2 separate regions of the Mus musculus genome follow, and region 1 is linked to region 2. A link is a contact called in public HiChIP or PLAC-seq data. All regions are on one chromosome and are shown on one strand. The core of a region is the stretch at or near the end of the contact, and the rest is flanking DNA. Distances in the headings are between cores, read along the strand shown. Region 1 holds the start of Serhl (serine hydrolase-like). Region 2 has its middle 18 kb from the start of Tcf20.

Region 1 (3,914 bases), core at 347-2,846, 170 kb before region 2:
GCCCTACCTTGGGGAAGAAGAGGAATGAGCCTGTCAAAGGAGTTGGCGTTGTCCAGCCAGCCGTGTAAGCAGAGAACTGGAGGGTTCTTCTGGGAGCCCCAGACTTTGAGAGCAATGTGGCCCCAGGGCACAGCCAACTTCAACTCTGAGTGCAAACCTGCAAGGCAGATCTGGTCTGTCAACCCCTGCATCCAGGAATCCGGCACTTCCTAAGCCCCTATGAGTGCACCAAGAGGCACAGGCGCCTGAGCTACTGGCCTATGTCTAAGCTTTAGACAGACTGATTGCCAGATAACAGGGAAAGACAGCTTGGGTCCCCTGGATGAGAAAGATCTGAATAGGTTTTTCAGGATATAGCTCATTGGTTTTTAGGGCAGAACTGGAAGGAGTAGGTTGGGGGCTGCCGGCTTGAACCCTGACACTTGTGGGCTGTATGACCTTGGCTTGCCTAAAACCTCTCCATCTTCAGTTTCCCTTTCTGTTAAACAGGAGCAAATAGAGAATAATGCCTCATAACTATATGGGACCCATTCCAAGAGCCCCTGTAGATACCTGAAACTTCAAGCAGTAACAGACCCCATACACTGAATGCTACCTATAACAATAATTATACATGCCTGTTATCCCAGCCCTTAAAAGGTAGACATGGATAGACGATAAAACATTGTCTCATAAAACTTCAAATCAACAAAATAAAACAAATATACTACAATTTGTGCAGCACTGACTCTAAAATATTATTATGAGAACCAAGTGTATTAATCACACCTATAAGCCTAGCCTAGTCCTGAGGAGGTAGAGGCAGGAGGATTTCGGCCACTTAAGGATAGGCTGGTCTAGGGAGTTCCAAGCCAGCTAAAGCTACATACAGTAAAATGGCTGAGGGTTTTAAGACACTACTCAGAGTACCATGCTGCTCAAAACTGGTCTGTGCCCTCACATTTTGGACCTTAGGAAACTGAACCCTTGGAAATCGAAACTGGGAGATCACCGTGGCCAGCTTTTCCTATACCTTCGGAGCCGATGCCAGACACTTTATACTCTATCTATCTATCTATCTATCTATCTATACACCGTGAGTTGGAGAGTTGGGCCACTGCTGTTCTCAGTGCACAGATCACGAAACTGAGGCACAGGAAAGGGAGAAGGGGAGGAAGGAGAGGGGGAGAGAGTCAGCTTGACTCCAGGGCTCCATCTGGGCCTCTTCAAGTCAGATGTGCTCCAGAGCTGACCTTCTGCTGCTGTTGGACCCAAAGAGCAACCCCAAATAGCAGCCTAGGACTCAGCGGCCATCAGGAGCCCCGAGTCTGGCTCTGCTAGATCCCAGTGCTGCCCACTGAGCCTGGGAGAGGGCGATGAGCGTCCACTCCACCAGCTCAAGTAAGCGAGTGGGAGCACTCGTCGGCCTCCCCCTTCCCACTCCAATCTAAGGGGCCCTGAGGGACATTTTCACCCATTGCTCTGGTCGGTGAGGCTGTCACTCCTCGCTGAGGAGGTCACAGGAACTGGAAGGACTCAGAAGCTCACGCCCCGCCTCTTGCGTCCCGCTCAGGACTTTCCCTCCAGGTCCTTCCCGTCCCCACCGGCTTCCGTCTCCTTAGCCCCAGTTTTAGCGCCAGCCCCGCCCCTTCAAGCGACACCGCCCACCGAGGCCCCGCCTTCCTGCGGCCGGCCCGGGACTTTCAGGAGGATCTCAGGGCTGCTCAACTCCTGGCACATTGCTGTGCTGCTACGGTGGGATGGTGTCAGAGCTAGCAGAGAAGTAAGTCTCTGGAGGACAAGCTTTGACAGGCTCAATACCTGGGCATCCCCGCATGATTACCACGAGCTAGACAAGGCCCCGGTGGCCCCACAGTGAGGAAAGCTCCCTCGAGGATCCTCTCTGATTCCCACAGAAATGAGACGACTGTTTCACAGTGTTTCATGCCTCCCCACCGTGTCCCCACGGTGGCTGCGGTCCCTCAGCAGTGCCTGGCGCTATCCAGCTTTGATAATTGATTGCACGGCCTGAATGAATAAATGAATGTATAAAGCGAGGGCTCTGGCAGAAACCATCCCCAGGCAAGGAAGGACTGAAAACAGTTTCAGTCCCGAGAAGAACTCAGAGTCAGACTGTGGGCACGGGGTGCATTCAGGAGGCTGGGAAAGGCCTGTGGGTTTTTGGAGGCCAGCCTGGAATACACTGCAGGACTCTCCAATGACCAAAACTCATCCTAAAGCTAACCCTAGCAATCCAATCACAAACATTCCTAAAATGGACACATACAAGCACTACCTTTTAAATTAAAAGCAGAAATCTTGAGCTTTTAAATTTACCAGGTGGGCTCTCTGGAACAGCGGGAGATATTCCCTATCATTGTTGTAGCTGGCGAACCACAGACCTGGGCACTGAGCGGAATCAGTGTGGTGAGTTCCCCAAAGGGGTGACAGGGCAAACCCTGAGCATCACAGGCTGTAGTAAGGGGAGGGAGGGGAGGCTGGGCAGAGCCACTGTGGAGAGAAATTTGAGGCTGAAAAATAGGCCAACGTAGATGAGGGGCTGGAAAATGGGGCCGCCTGGTTGTGACAGGACTTTTCTGAGTGGTTTCACTCAGAGGTTAGGAGCTGGGAACACACCACGCTTTTCTGTTCTATTCTTTGGTTTTTGGAGACAGGGTTCGAACTCACTCCATAGCTGAGGGTGACCTTGAATTGAGCCGCCTCCCTCCCTCTCCAGAACACTGGGGTTGCACGCCTGGTTTATGCACTGCTGGGGGTCAAACACGTGGATGCATGCATGCCAGGCAAACATTCTACCAACTGAGCTACATCCCCAGCCCTTTGAGAACACTTCTGTTGGGTCCAATCAGTGGCATCTATCGGTGGAGAACACACTTTGATTCTCGATAGATAAGGGTCTTCACTGAGTTCTGTCGGAGTACAGTCACTCAGAGCCACTGGGAACAAGACACCTACCAGGAAGCCTGGGACCTTTCCCAATCTTTCCCAGTGACACATTGTTACCAATACTTGCACTTGGCATCTCGCATTCCTTTGACCTCAAAATTCCCTTGCTTCAACCAGCCCCTCCAGCAGCCATGACCTCAGCCGGCTCCTGTCTGTCCTGCTGGTCCATGGCTACAGTCACTGTCCCTCCATTCAGTCTCATCCTCATGTTCACATCCATCTGTGTCCCATCATTTCCATCTACCTCTTCCCTTTCCGTCCCTGTGACTCCATTCTGCCCTGCTTATCCTGCGACCACAAGCTGCCACCAGCCCCTTCCCCACCTCTTATTTTACTCGTGTGAAAATCTGGGTGCCTCTCACTGCGGGCTGGGGTGGGGGTTGATCTCCTGCCGGTCTATTAGATGGTGTTGGGGGGGGGCCTTTCCCTCTCCTGTGCTATCCGTTCTCTACACCTGACTCTTGCTGTCTATATCTCTGAGCCTTTTCCCCCCCTTCCACCCTGGACAATTCCTTCCTTCTACCCTGGACAATTCTACCCTCTTTTCAAGACTTGGTTTCAAAGTCAGCTTCCCTAGAAACCCTCTCAGCCCTCACGGGTGGAAGCACCTCCTTGTTTCTGTTCACACCATTGCTACCTGCCTCTCACCCCCACGTGGCTCTAGCCGTCTCTCTCTCTCTGAATGCATGTTGGCTTCTTAAAAAGTAGGATATGGTCCTTGTAAAAAACAGTTTCCCCGCTAACATCTACCTGAGGGCCTTGTGCACAGGAGAGACTCAATCGATGACTGCCTATTGGATTGGCTGAGAATCGCTGCCCCAGGCTCACTCTCTAGGGGCTCACACAAGCTATAGCAACAAGAGGGCAGGGAGGATGTGTGAGTGTTTTTTAAGGTCTTAGGTTCCTACCCTGTGCTTAAGCTTCCTCAGATTGGAATAGCAGCAGCATCCAGGGGAAGGGATTACTAA
Region 2 (3,971 bases), core at 818-3,317:
AAAGAAATAACCATAATAAATCTTTTTTTTTTTTCTGGTTTTTCGAGACAGGGTTTCTCTGTATAGCCATGGCTGTTCTGGAACTCAATTTGTAGACCAGGCTGGCCTCGAACTCAGAAATCTGCCTGCCTCTGCCTCCCGAGATAAATCTTTTTTTTTTTTTTTTAAAGCTGAAGTCTAGGCTATGAGGTTTGATTTTTGAGTGTGTCCAGGGTATTCTGGGTCCTCCAGTAAACTAGCTAGGAGATGTCAGTGCTTGTCCCTGAGTGGTCAGAAGGATATAAAGTACATTACTAAGCCTGAACACAGTAGGCCTTACGCTGTGAGACGCTGCTCTCTCCATCCCCGCTCCTCACTGCCCTTCAGGAAACACCAGCACACTGACTATGGCTTCACTGTGCTCTGAGCTGTCTCACACTGCCTCCAGTTTCAGCAGCAGGGCCTGAAGGTCAGATGGGTTCCTGGCCAGACACTAGACACCTGAGTGGTCCCCCCCCCCCCATGGGCCTCCACCCCACCCCAACTACCAGACCAGGGCTCTACACATAATAGACACTTAATACATGTTTATGGAATTGAATTAACGATAAAACGAGATAATGGCCTGGAAGGAGCCTGAGTTGTTAGGAGGGAATGCACAGCATAAAAACCAGGCATATTTTTTTAAGCAGATTAATCTGGTCTTAACTCATTCTAATAGCTTGCGCCCCTATTGGCCAAGGCCATTATTATAATATACGGCCAGGGCCAGGGAGCTGGAAGATAGCTGGTGCCTCAAAGTTCACTTCCTGGAGGATGGCACTGCACAATGCTTCCCAGCTGACCTGACTGGGGCTCAAAGAGTCTGTGGGTCCAGCCTAGGGTCATCGATGGGCAAGGGAGAGCCATCAAAATCCACCTTGGAGGTCTCTGGCTTATCTATGAACAGCAGCTAATGTAAGAGCCTGCTCGGGAGGTCTAGATTTCTACAACGATGGCATTTTATGTGCCCAGCACTGGCAGGGCCAGAGCTGCTAGATTCTCATCCCTATGGGCTTCTACACCTGTGCTCCACCAGCTCCAGAGTCAGAAGTTGAGTCCAGTCTTCAGAATGCACAGACCCTAGACAGGGAGGCATGAGGCTGATACCAGTTCTCCACACTTTAGTCTAAATTCACATCCTAGTGAGGGCTGGGATCTGAGGCACCAGGAGATCAATCAGTGGGCTCCTGGAGGAGTGGTCCAGCTTCGGTGTGCGTAGATGCGGCAGATTCCTCACGTAGTGGCCGGGCAGTCATCCTCCTTGCAGGTCCTTGGTTCAGATCCTGCGTGTGGATGGAAGACTGGATATTGGGAATAGTCTTAGTTCTTTTTCTGTTACCATGATAAAATAATCTGGCAAAGGCTATTGGGGGGAGAAACGGTTTGTTCTGGCTCCCAGTTCAAGGTAGGAAGTCAAGATTGAAGAAGCTGGTCATATTCTGTCCATAATCAGGAGACAGGGAGGTGAATCCACACATGTGCGCAGTTGGGTTTCTCTGGTTTACCCAGTCCAGGCTCTCCTGACCAGGAAATGGTCCTGGCCACAGCTAAAATGGGGTTTTCCCCCCTATCCAATAATCAAGATAACCACCACAGACATGCCCAGAGGCTGCGCTTTCAGGCGATTCTAGATTTTATCAAGACAGTTCACACTACTCACCTCCGGAACTGTGGCTGGACTGGAGTAGGTGAGTCTCAGGTGGTGACCAGAGGCCATTCTTAACCTGACCACCCAGGGAAGGACGGTGGCTGGGATCCCTAGTTGTGTGTGACTGGCCCCAGATGTATGTCATAGCTGTGGCAGGGGCTGTGCGGTGTGACTGTCCTGCAGCTTAACAGGAGCTTTCCTGTGTTGTCACTAAGGCCCACCTTTGCCATTATATGACTCCAGTCGGTGCTCAGGCCTGGGTTCCTCATCTGAAACATCCAAACAAGTATACTGTCCTCTCTTTGAGGAGGACAGCAACAGTGACTAAGGTGTCCGGTGCAGCCTCGGGCACAAGGGAGGTTCCCTCCAACGGTGACATTTCCCTGCTCCCATCTGCTGATTTGATTTGATTTGATTCGGAGCTCAGCCAGAGGTGTGTCTCCCATAATCCACAGGGCACCGAAGGTCACCAAGGTGGCCTGTGAATCATTCGTTTTTATGGCTAATAGAAGGAGAAGGACATTTCCCTTCTGGAGGCTTCCCCTCTTCAGAGTTCCCGGGAGAAGCTGCCTGAGTGTGGGGGTCCCCTACTTGTCCCCCTTGTTGCTCCCCACCTGCCTCTTAGCAGGTGGACTATGCTCAGCTGCTGGCCCAGCCTGGCAGGGCGGCTGCAGCTTTAATCAGCCATCGTGCCGCTTTCCTTGGAGAGAGAAATTGCAGGTGGCAACTCGTAATTTCCCAGGCTTCTCCCTCTCATTAATTTCTCCCTGCAAAATGGAGGCTTTCTGCTGAGCCGGGAATTGGCAGCAGAGCGCGGCATCTCTGGCCCAGCCATGCTCTCTTGCTCACAGTGGGGGCGGGGCCAGCTCCTGTGCTCACACTGTTTGCCATGCCCCCCTGGCAGAGGCCAGAGGTTTATTCTGTGTTCAAATTGGCTTGCCGAGCCCCACCAGGTCTGGAAAATTGCTTGGTTCACCCTGTGCTCACTGCTCTCTCTCTCTCTCACTGATGGTGAGGGGAGGTGGCGACCTGCCAGAGTTAGCTGTGAACTGTGAAGGGGGCAGAAGTCTCTGAGTGCCCAGGATCCCCCACCACTTCTACTGTACCTCCATTTCTACTGGTGTGGGCTTGAGGAATGTCTGTGCCTCGCTCTTGAAGGGCTCTTCTCCTTCCAGAACTTAGGACCTGCAGGAGAGTGAGCAGCAGGGAGACAGATGGTGCCCTGATGGCCGGCTTGAGAGTAGAGAGAGCAGAGGTTGAGTGGCCTTGGAAGCCAGAGGCTAGGAGAATGGGTGGAAGGTGGGTGCAAAGAAGTTCTGGCCCTGGGACAGCCAGGGAACAGACACTCTGATGTCCTCTGTCCCTACATGTCAGATGAGCAGCTGCCTGGGTGTAAGACTGGGTGCTCACAGAGTGATCCAGGTATCCAGACGAAGAGTTTGATCTTCCCTGGTGACCAGGAGCTGTCTGGTCAGATGGGCCATGTAGAGACACCTGCGGATGGCCAGTGTGGTCGGTGGGAAGGGATACATGAAGATCCTGAGGGGTCCTGGGAGCTGAGGTTCCCAGGTGAGCCCCAGAGCCACTGTGGGAAGGAGCAGAGAGCTGGGAGGAGGGGGGAAGGCGTGGTCCTTATCTAGAGGAAGTAATCACTGCTCGTGTGAGTCAGGAAACTGGGGCAGCCGGTTTACTCATCCTCAGTGTAGCCTCGGGAGGGGTGCTCTGGAGAGGTGAGGTGAGGTGCGCTTTGCCTGGACTTTGTAAACTGCATGGGGGGGGGGTCCTGGGAGTATTCAGCTTAGGTCTTGCTGTCCCTACCCCATGGGTGATCAAGGAGAATGCTGCTGAGTGTCCAGAGTTCCCCACCACAGGCTGTGCGTTCTCCGGGAGGTCTCTGAGCCTCTCAGAATCTGGTTCCTAGTTTGAAAAGGGCCCAGGTTGTAGGGATAAACAGATCTCAGAGCACAGGCTGCTGCTGGACTCTCTGTTTGGAGGTGTGTACGCTATCAGCCCAAATCCGGAGCCTCTCAACATTGAGAAGGTCACTGTAGAACTGCATTCCTCAGTTTCCCCGCCTGTAAATAAGGTGCCAAGAACCCATGCGGAGGGCCTCACCCTGAGACATGTGCCGCTCTTCTAGGACCTGGATACCTCCCCACTTCTGCTAGCTCTTGGTGACCCCTAGTGCCATACCCCCTCTCCTTTAGGCACTGCCATGCTGGGCTTTACCTGCCTCTCCTCATGTCTGCCGTCTATTTATGGAGTTTCTAGGAGAGAATCTAGTGCAGCTTTGATCTTTTCA

The links. HiChIP or PLAC-seq counts read pairs in DNA pulled down with a chosen protein or histone mark.
Region 1: a contact with region 2 is called in an H3K4me3 HiChIP or PLAC-seq map of embryonic basal ganglia, with 2.1 times the contacts expected there. The contact joins the promoter of Serhl here to the enhancer-like site in region 2. A contact is called at or near these places in 2 of 39 promoter capture datasets (cranial neural crest and hippocampal neurons), 1 of 484 Hi-C or Micro-C datasets (forebrain), 6 of 115 datasets of contacts at active chromatin or transcription factors (embryonic basal ganglia, embryonic midbrain, embryonic stem cells and 3 more) and 2 of 9 other capture datasets (adipose tissue and liver).

Annotation. Positions count from the first base shown.
Region 1 is chr15:83,097,887-83,101,800 of GRCm38.p6, reverse strand. Serhl (serine hydrolase-like) reads right to left here and starts at 1,596. Exons shown (of 12, transcript NM_023475.3): 1 at 1,454-1,596; 2 at 8-157. The coding sequence starts at 1,457.
Region 2 is chr15:82,928,362-82,932,332 of GRCm38.p6, reverse strand. It overlaps a transcript of Tcf20 not described here. Among named protein-coding and RNA genes, the nearest start is that of Tcf20, 18 kb to the right of the region's middle. Within about 2 kb of position 2,067, at least 31 of the 459 cell types and tissues checked have an H3K27ac peak or open chromatin away from gene starts, as enhancers often do. A contact at or near this core is called in embryonic basal ganglia, where this site is marked.